2 separate regions of the Sus scrofa genome follow, and region 2 is linked to region 1. A link is a contact called in public Hi-C data. All regions are on one chromosome and are shown on one strand. The core of a region is the stretch at or near the end of the contact, and the rest is flanking DNA. Distances in the headings are between cores, read along the strand shown. Region 1 has its middle 110 kb from the start of SPATS2L. Region 2 overlaps SPATS2L (spermatogenesis associated serine rich 2 like).

Region 1 (4,332 bases), core at 1,233-3,732:
CCAAGGCAGCCTCCCAGTCTCTATGCTCCCTCCTCCTGGGTGGAAGGGCCTTTCTTCCTTTCCTATATCAAAAACTCTGACACAGTCAAAGTTCCACCCTAGTCTCACCTTCTTGCCGTAGGCCTTTTGGTCTCTTTCCTGTGTCCCCATGGCCTCCATACCTCCGCTGTGACTCTTTACACTCTGTACATACTGTGACCACATGTCACAGCCATCTCCTTACATGGAGATGTGAGCTAATTGAGAACAAAGACTTTGCTTGATTCACCCTTACCTCCAGCCCCAAGTCTGTGCTGACCCAGGGCAGGAGCTCAGTAAATGTCTCTTAAATGGATATTGAGCCACGGTTGCAAGAGGACTAAAAGAGACCATGGCTTTCCTGCTGTGTGGCCATGAACATGGCTAAGGGACCGAGGGGCTTGCAGCATCAAGAACGCAATCAGCACTGACACCGATCATTCTATTAGAAGAAGAACCAAAGGTTAAAAACTAGAAATTTAAAACAATACTCATTTAGTTACTTTTCTACATATGCAAATGTACTTTTTCCTTGCCCTTTTTAAAAATCCTTCTATTGTGATAGCAAAATTGTGTGCTCAGCATCCAAGGAGCCTCATGGAGCATTCCACTCCCTTCCTCCTTATCTCTATAATCCCAGAAATGCAGGCAAGAAGGGGAAAAAAAAAAAACAAAAACACCCATCGTGCACTGATGGATTCAGAAGTCTGTCACATATGGGCATCACCGCAGCTAGCTGAGGGTAATTTTTCTTTAAGAAAAAACTGTAATATATTAAACATGCCATAGCATTTTCTAGATTCTCTATCCATTTCCTCCACCCATGGAGGAATTCCAAGTCTAATTATAGGCATTTATGGGAACTGCTTTCATTTATGCCTAATTACCATGGAGGACAATAACTATTATGTACACCACTAGACGTGTCAGATTAACTTTGCTGTAAATTTTATTGGATTATCGCATTCGACTTTACAAAAGCACACTCAAAGCAGTTCAGCCAGCTGGCCCACTCCGCATAGCTGACCATTTGTAGAGGACACTTATCTACCCACATCTTGGAAAAACGGGTCAGCGACTTGGTGTTATTTTTTGATCCCTCTTTTGCACCCTTTACCACTTCTAGCCCTGTGCTGCATGACTGCCTTAGAGGGTTTCGTAAGTATCTGCCACGACAGTCTACTGACTGAGAGAGCACAGAGCTCAGTAGAAAATGGTGGGAGTGTGCAGAAGACTTAGCGGCCAAGAAGTCTTTGGGAAACTCCCCAGGGCTTCTAATCTGGCAGGAAGAGCCAACGCATTTTAAAGGGGTCTTTGGAATACTTACTCAAAGAGGAGTGCGACTTTAATTTTTTGTTACCCTTGGACCGTTTAGACACCGCTAAAATAACAACTCTGCAGTTAGCACCTTAGGTTTCAAGTGGGAGTGAACTTCCTAATAGGAGGGAAGGGGCAGAGCAGGGCAATGGAAAAAGACCTGGGATAGGAGTCAGTTCCAGCTGCTAACTGGGGATTAGGGGCCCATGACCTCTGAGCTTCCTGCTCTGTTTGGATGCACTTGATGAGCCCTAAGCTGCTTCTCTCCAGGGAGCGTGGAGAGCAGGGAAGGGGACCGTGGATAAGCATGTCATGGGACAGGCACTATGAAGGGCTGGGCGATTAGAGGGTGCTGGCATTATGGTGCATGCATCACCCTCTACACAGCTGTGTGGGGAGCAGGAGTTTTGCATAGGGAGATGGGGCAGAGTCCTAAAAGCCACAGGGGAGATTCACTGATCTGAAAGTCCCTCCACATATTTTCCAAGTCCCATGTCACCTGCCCACCCCTTCTCCCACCCTAACACACACACACACACACACACACACACACACACACACACACACACACACCTTTCTAGGCCTCTGGGGGCTTCTCTCTCAGAGATCTCCTTTCTCAATTTGTGCTAGAAATTATCATCCATTCTGACATCTCAGAAAAGCTCAGAAAGGAGAACTTGTAAAATCACTGCTCTTTGAATGGGCTTGGAAGACAGCCTAAAACCGTGTGGCTCATGGATTAAATGGATAGTTCTGAGATGAAAGTCGAACCCCCAGTTACATGGCAGACACAACCCTGAAGAGCATGGTGTTAACTAGAACTAATAACCCAAGGAACTGAGTCTGTGGAAGCTGAGGAAGCAGAATGGTGGCAGCCACAGAGGAGCTCAGCTCTGCCTTCAAGAGAGGACCTGCCCATGGCCAGGGACTGACTGCCTCCAGGGACTGTGGGAGCTGCCGCTCTCTTCCCAGGCAACTCCCAGCCAATGACTGAGCAGGGAGGACTCACTGTTACCACCTCCAAGAACTTTGCTCTGGACGGAGCTCCCCATTGGGAGAGCCAAAGCTTCTCAGAGCTGCTCTGTGTTGAGGATCTTCCTGCCTGACCCTCCCTCACCCCCCCTCCCCCACATGGACCTACCTCGTGGTCTGAAGCTCGCCCTGCCTGCACCAGTTCCCACTTCCCTTTACCGTTCAACAGCTAAGTGACTCACACTCCTAATTCTATTTCAGTGTCTGCCTCCCAGAGGACCTGAACTGGCAGCGGGTACGCATGCTCAAGAGAGGAAAAAATAATTTTTTCTTCAAAAGATTCTTTTGACTCAAAATACAGGTTCAGAATATTTTACTCACAACTTAAAATACCAAAGTTTGATCTGGCCTTCTTATTTGTAATCTGTAGTTACTCCACTTGAGGCATACATTTTATTAGAGAGTTATCAAGGTTCTTGGTTATGGGGTGCTACCCCAAACTCTGCTGGGGACATGACAAACTACACACTATATGCATTATATATATCTATATATATATATATATAATCTAAAAAAAAAAAAAAACAACTGAATTATGAAAAATTCCTGACTCCAAGAGTTTGGGGGGAAAAGCCTATAGATCTGTGCTATACAAAAAGTAAAGTCTACAAGAAGTAGCCAGTCTCTGAAAGAGCCTTTCAAGGAAAGATGCCTTCCCATCCTCACGCCCTCATGTGAAAATTCAGGGTTCTCTCCTCTTGAATCTGGGTGCTTTACCAACAGCATGTGGCTGAAATACTGTTCTGACTCTTTAAGAAAACCAAGCAGCTTCCACTTTTGTGTTTAAAAACATAAAATCTGAGCCAGCAGGATATCTAGCTGCCCTGCTGGACAGATCACATGGGGAAGCTAAGTAGACAACGGGCCGGGATCCCAAGATGACTTCAGGAGGAGGAGAGTCCTGGCCATTGCTGCGCCCATCTGTGTCCATCCTTCAGGCTCCCACCCAGGAGCCTTGAATGCTCGGCTCCTGTCAGTGGCAGGGGAGACCCTGAGTGGGGCCAGCAGAATTGCCCAGCTGAGCCCCAGTCAGGTCACAGGCTTATGAGAAACAATAAGTCACGGCTGTTTTAAGACACTCAGTTTTGTGGCAGTTGTTCCAAGGCAGAAAATGGTAAACGTTGTATTAAAACCTTTGCTCACAAATGGATGAGGAGGAGGGGTCGCAAAATGGGAAGGGACTGAAAAAAAGCTAGGATGGCACCAAAGTTATATCATACTAACCATTTCCATTTTCATTTGCCTGCTGCGGTGATTATTTGTTTTATCTCAGAGCAGCCTTAGGTTTTATTACTTCCATTTTTTTGTTTGTTTGTTTTTTGTCTTTTTGCCTTTTCTAGGGCCACTCCCGCGGCATATGAAGGTTCCCAGGCTAGGGGTCTAATCGGAGCTGTAGCCGCCGGTCTGCTCCAGAGCCACAGCAGTGCGGGATCTGAGCCACGTCTGTGACCTACACCGCAGCTCACAGCAACGTCAGATCCTTAACCCACTGAGCAAAGCCAGGGATCGAACCTGGAACCTCATGGTTCCTAGTCAGATTCGTTAACTGCTGCACCACAACATTTTAAAGAGGGGAAAACTGATACAAAGAGGGGTTCTCTGACAAGTCAAAAGTTTTTTAGCTAGTATGTGCTGGAACTGAGATTCACATATAGAAATTTCCTACAAGGCTGACCCTGGCCACCTCCCAGCTATTTTGACCCCAGTGGAAATTAATCTCCTTTGTGGTGGACATGTCTCACCTCTACTATGCTGCATCCAGTCACCCTAGGACTACACCCCAGCTTGCCTCTGCATGTTTTTTGGTGGGACCTCTGCCCCATGATCTTGGTCTCAAACCCTTAGTACATCCCATTCCCCAGAACACTGTTCAGGCTGGGGCACAATGAGGACATTCACTGGAGAAAATGCTTTCCACGCTGGATGTGATACAATGACACATGTCCCTGTACCTCCTCTTCAGCC
Region 2 (4,788 bases), core at 1,104-3,603, 250 kb after region 1:
TTCAGTGAAGAAGATCAAAGCTGCCTTTGCTGAATTACACAACTGGTGAGTAATTTGACTTAGAAACTATAAATCTGTGGCACTTGAGCTGTTCTCATAGGTAAAAGCATCAGATGGAAAATGGTGTTTATTTAGCACATAAACATCACCAAACAACACTTCAGGAGATTTTCTTAAGCTCTGCAGACCGAGCCGTATATCTTGGGAATAAAAAAGAGAGAGAGGGAAAATGCTGGAATAAAAAGAAACCTGATACACATAATTCACTGGAGTTTAATGTTGGCCCAAAAGTGTATGAATGATGTAGAAAACAACCTCAACAAAGAACAAAACCTCCAAAATGATATTCTGACAAATCTTTGGAAGGCTAACATTATGAATGCTACTCAGAGAAGAATATCTTCCAGCCTGGTAGCATTATAAAAGAAGAAAAATTCCCCTAACAAAACTCAGACGTGTCTTACATAAGCTTAGTGATAGAACTCCATTCTTGGGTGCCTTTAAGACTGGAATTGAGAAATGGTACATCAGTGTGGCCTTGGTCCTGCCCTGCCCTCCTCTGCCACTGATTTTGATGGAAGACATTTCTTTCAGCCCTATACATCTGCTTGTGTGTATAATTGGAGTGAAATAGCTATTCTTAAAAAGGTTAGGTTATTATCAGTAGAAGAATGTTCTCAGTATATCAATCAGGACTCTTTCAGTTTCAAGTGACAGAAACCCCAGTCACACTAGTTAATGACAAGAGAGGATTTACTGGCTGATGTACATGAAAATTCCAGGAGGTTCCTTTAGGCAAATTTGGTTCTAAGCCCAATATATTCTCAGGATTCAGTCCCTCTCTCTCTGCCTCCCTCTCTCTCTCCCTCCTTTCCTCACTCACTGCCTCTCACCTTCTCCTGGTTCTGCTTATCCTTGGCCTCATTCTTAGGCACAACATCTCCATGTAGCAGCAAAGAGAACCCACTGGTAGCTCCAAGGGTACGTAATCTTTAGCCCCTGTGATCCGAGGAAGGGCTTTGTTTGCCATCATTCTAACACAAAGTCCAAGGGCTAATTTCCATTGGCTGGGTTGGGTCTTGCATCTTGTCCAGAAACCGGTCATGGTGGCTAGAGGGACAGAGTTTTCCTATCGGCCAGGCTGGAGCCACATGCCTACCATATAGTCAGCCGTGGAGGGAGCCCCAACCCCGAACTCCATGAACTGAGAGTCAAAGAGCCATGGTTCCCAGAGGAAAGTCATGGCGTTAAAGAGGAAAATAGAGAATGGAGAAAAAGCGTATCCACAATGGCCCGGCTCACGTACCATGTTTCCTTTATTGGCCTCCCTGATTCTAGAATTTGATCACAATTTCTGCCTATTTTGCCCATTCCAAGTCCCCTTTTTTTGACATTGATGTGCTTTTTTGCTGATTGGAAAGTCGTGTGAAACTCAAAATTAAGCCGAACACTAACCTAACCTAAAATTCTTGACTATTAAACCATCTGCTACATGTAATGGAAGATTCCAAGGGTACAGAAGACACTTGGGACTTGAGAGAAAACCATCTCCTCCAGTTATTCAGTGAGGAATCATTTTCCCTCCACCCATTCACGACGTCCCCTCCTTAGTGGACTGCTTCTCTGTTTGACCAGATTATAACCTCACTAGTTTTCAAAGCAGAGTCCTAGAATATATTCGAAAGTACTTGGAGAAAGTAAAGATGCTATACAAATGGAAGGTGTCATTGTTGTGGTTGTTATTATTATTTTTATTATTAGTTTTTAAGTATTTTTTAATTTTTTTAAATTTATTTTTATTTACTTATTTTGCTTTTTAGGGCCACATCCGAGGCATATGGAGGTTCCCAGGCTAGGGGTCAAATCAGAGCTACAGCTGCCGGCCTACACCACAGCCACAGCAAGGCAGGATCCAGGCCATGTCTGCAATCTACACCACAGCTCACGGCACCACCAGATCCTTAACCCACTGAGCAAGGCCCCATAACTCATGCTTCCTAGTTGGATTTGTCTCCACTGCGCCATGACGGGAACTCCTAGTTTTTTAAATTTTACACATCTGTGACTTTTCCAGTTTATCCTGAAGTTACCCTAATATATAAAAGCACACACTTAACTTCCAGGCTGGTTCTCTAGAGCTGGAGTCAGCACACTTTCTGGAAAGGGCCTCTAGTAAATGTCGTAAACTTTATGGGCTCTCAGGTCTCTGGGCACCTCCTCCGCTGTGTTGTTGTGACGTGGAAGCAGCCAGAGAGCACCCAGGGAGGCAGTGGGCCAGATCTGGCTCTTGGGGGTCGTAGTTTTCCCGCCTCTGTCTGGAGGGGTCAGTGAGCTGCTCCCAGCAGCAGACCCGCAGTGGTGGTTGCAGAGTAAACTCTCGCACTGAGGCCTCTGTATGATACCTTCCATCTGAGTGACTCACACACTAACTGACAAAATGTAGTGGTGACCTCAAATTACCTCTCTCCACCAGCTGCTCTGAGTACTCTTATTTTTTATTTTATGTTATTTCCTTAGTCAAATGAACATTGTATGGCTCATGAGACATCTTGAGATTTATAGCAGGTTCTCTGAATGCTTTATTCCTCAAGAGCTGAAAGTGTGGGGCCAGGAAAGTCAGCAGCCAGGGAAGTTGTGTATCTTTTCTCTGCTTGTAATTCACATTGCATTTTAAACTGACGGAAAGGATCCCTTCTGAATGAGCTCTGCCAAGCAACTCGGCTGTTTAAAAGTCACTTATGCTTGACAAAATGGCACTTTTCCTCCAAACTGAAGAAGGCGCAATTTGGATCAACTCTTTTCTGTATGCCATTGCTACCAAATGAGAAAACATCACCACTTGTTTTCTGACCTAACCCTTAATTTGTAATCCCCAAATGATTACATAAATGTGAACTTAAACATAAAACTAAAGTATTTTTAATCAACCATTTGCATGCCTTTATGCCGAAGGGGAAAACTTTGCCTCTGTTTGAAATACGCCTGCAGCCCAGGCAACAGGGTGATGGACTTGAATTAAGCCTCTCTCATTTTCTGAGGAGCAAAGGATAAGTTTTAGGGATTGTGGTGCTCTTGAAAAATAGCAGGTCACCGAATTGAAGAAGGCAGCTTAAATGCTTAAAAAAAAAAAGAAGTTTTCCTGGTGGTGGTGAAATCACGAACTCTAAGCACTAGAGAGACTTCTCAACACAGCTCTATGGAAACCTCAGGGTTTCATCGTAGGGTACATCCAGATTCGGAGGAGTGCTGGTTCGGAGGCAGATGTTGACTCATCTGGTGCACAAGCTACAGGGTCGTAGTATGTGTCCCACTGCCAGTTCCCCTCCCCTTCCTTGGGGCTGCCCCGTTTTCTCCACCAAAGCACTCAGTAGACATGTAGAAATAAGCAGACCCTCTCGAGTAATAAGTTCTCACCATTCACTGTGCCAGCTTCAGGAGGTGAACCCAAAGACTACTGGGGTTCACGGGAATGGCGATTGTGTGAGGTTGAGAGAAAACACTTGTTTGCACATGCTCCGTACGGAGGGAGCAAATATCTGGGAAAATGAAGGAAACGCTTATCCTTCCCGATCTGGCTGGGAGGACTACTTTGCTCAGTATGTTATTCAACAAAACCATTGAGTTGCTAATTTCTACCATCCAAGTTGGCACTTCACCAGGACACAGTTAGACAGGGCTAAACGACCATTACATGGATCCTTCTCATCTTCCCAGACAGAACTGGAGATTGAAGAGGGGAACAAAGATGACACAATACCCTCACCATATGTCTTCACAGAAAATAAATCTTGCAACATGAGTGTCTGTGTGAAAAGTCACATCAGGAACTAACATGAAACAGCTGGTTTCTCTTCTATATGATTGGCCCCCTACCACAACTGGAAAATATGCATCCTTCGGAATCATAGCTGCCAGGTTTAATTGCTTTGTGTGCAAACTAGTCTAGCGTCTCATCACAAATCTGTGTGTGTGTGCATGTCCAAGTTGTTGTTGACGGCTTTAAAGGAGCAATAAAACATTAAATTCAAAAGGAAAGAAAAAAAAAAAAAAACATTGGGGAAGGAGAGTAATACTTGAGAGTTTTGCCATATGCTGGGGGAGAAAGGATTACAAAATAGAGCTGTAAAAATTGTTAGGTGCTATTGTCAATTTAACATCTCATTAAAAGCACTCCTAAAGAAAACGGAAGATGGTGACGAGCCAGAAGGATAGAGTGTGTGCTGGGGCAACAGGGTTGCAGAGAATGGGGCCTGGAGGGGACCATATTTTTAGGCTGCTTTGCTTTCACGAAGGAAAGGGCAGTCAGTCAAAGCATGCCTTCTGTGTAAAGGGGCCAGAAATGTTCTTATACCTCGTGTTTATATTCTCTTGAAGCAGGACCAAGAAATTGGAAGTAGGTCAGGAGTTTCTCAGCTTTCTGGACCCTAAGCCCCTGCCCACCTCCCCTTGCTCTGTCTCTTTCCTTCCATCTTGGGAGTTTCCTCCCTCCCAGCAAAGGCAGTGAACCTTCTACTGCCCCCTACAGGCTGGGGCTCCTCACTACACCCCACTCACTAAGGGACAGGACCTTCCTTGTAAGGGGCTCCCCTATCTTTTTCCTCTTCTTCCTTTCAACCACTGAAACTCATTTTCAAGTTAACTGATAAGCTCATCCTTTTGATGACTGTGTGTCCTCACTCCCAGAGTGACAGATTTGCATGTGAACCAGAGTTAACAGAGTCTGTTGAGACTCTCCACCAGGCGAAAGAGTCACTCTAAAAGTAAGAATTGCAGGCTGAAGAAAAAGCC

What was found. Hi-C and Micro-C count contacts between places; a contact is called where the count stands out from the background.
Region 2: a Hi-C map of skeletal muscle shows a contact between it and region 1, with 3 times the contacts expected there. The contact joins two enhancer-like sites. A contact is called at or near these places in 2 of 47 Hi-C or Micro-C datasets (epiblast stem cells and skeletal muscle) and 1 of 2 datasets of contacts at active chromatin or transcription factors (skeletal muscle).

Annotation. Positions count from the first base shown.
Region 1 is chr15:103,768,074-103,772,405 of Sscrofa11.1, forward strand. No RefSeq gene overlaps it. Among named protein-coding and RNA genes, the nearest start is that of SPATS2L, 110 kb to the right of the region's middle. Within about 2 kb of position 2,483, at least 10 of the 83 cell types and tissues checked have an H3K27ac peak or open chromatin away from gene starts, as enhancers often do. A contact at or near this core is called in skeletal muscle, where this site is marked.
Region 2 is chr15:104,021,573-104,026,360 of Sscrofa11.1, forward strand. SPATS2L (spermatogenesis associated serine rich 2 like) reads left to right here. Exons shown (of 13, transcript NM_001177916.1): 8 at 1-45. Among named protein-coding and RNA genes, the nearest start is that of KCTD18, 75 kb to the right of the region's middle. Within about 2 kb of position 2,354, at least 15 of the 83 cell types and tissues checked have an H3K27ac peak or open chromatin away from gene starts, as enhancers often do. A contact at or near this core is called in skeletal muscle, where this site is marked.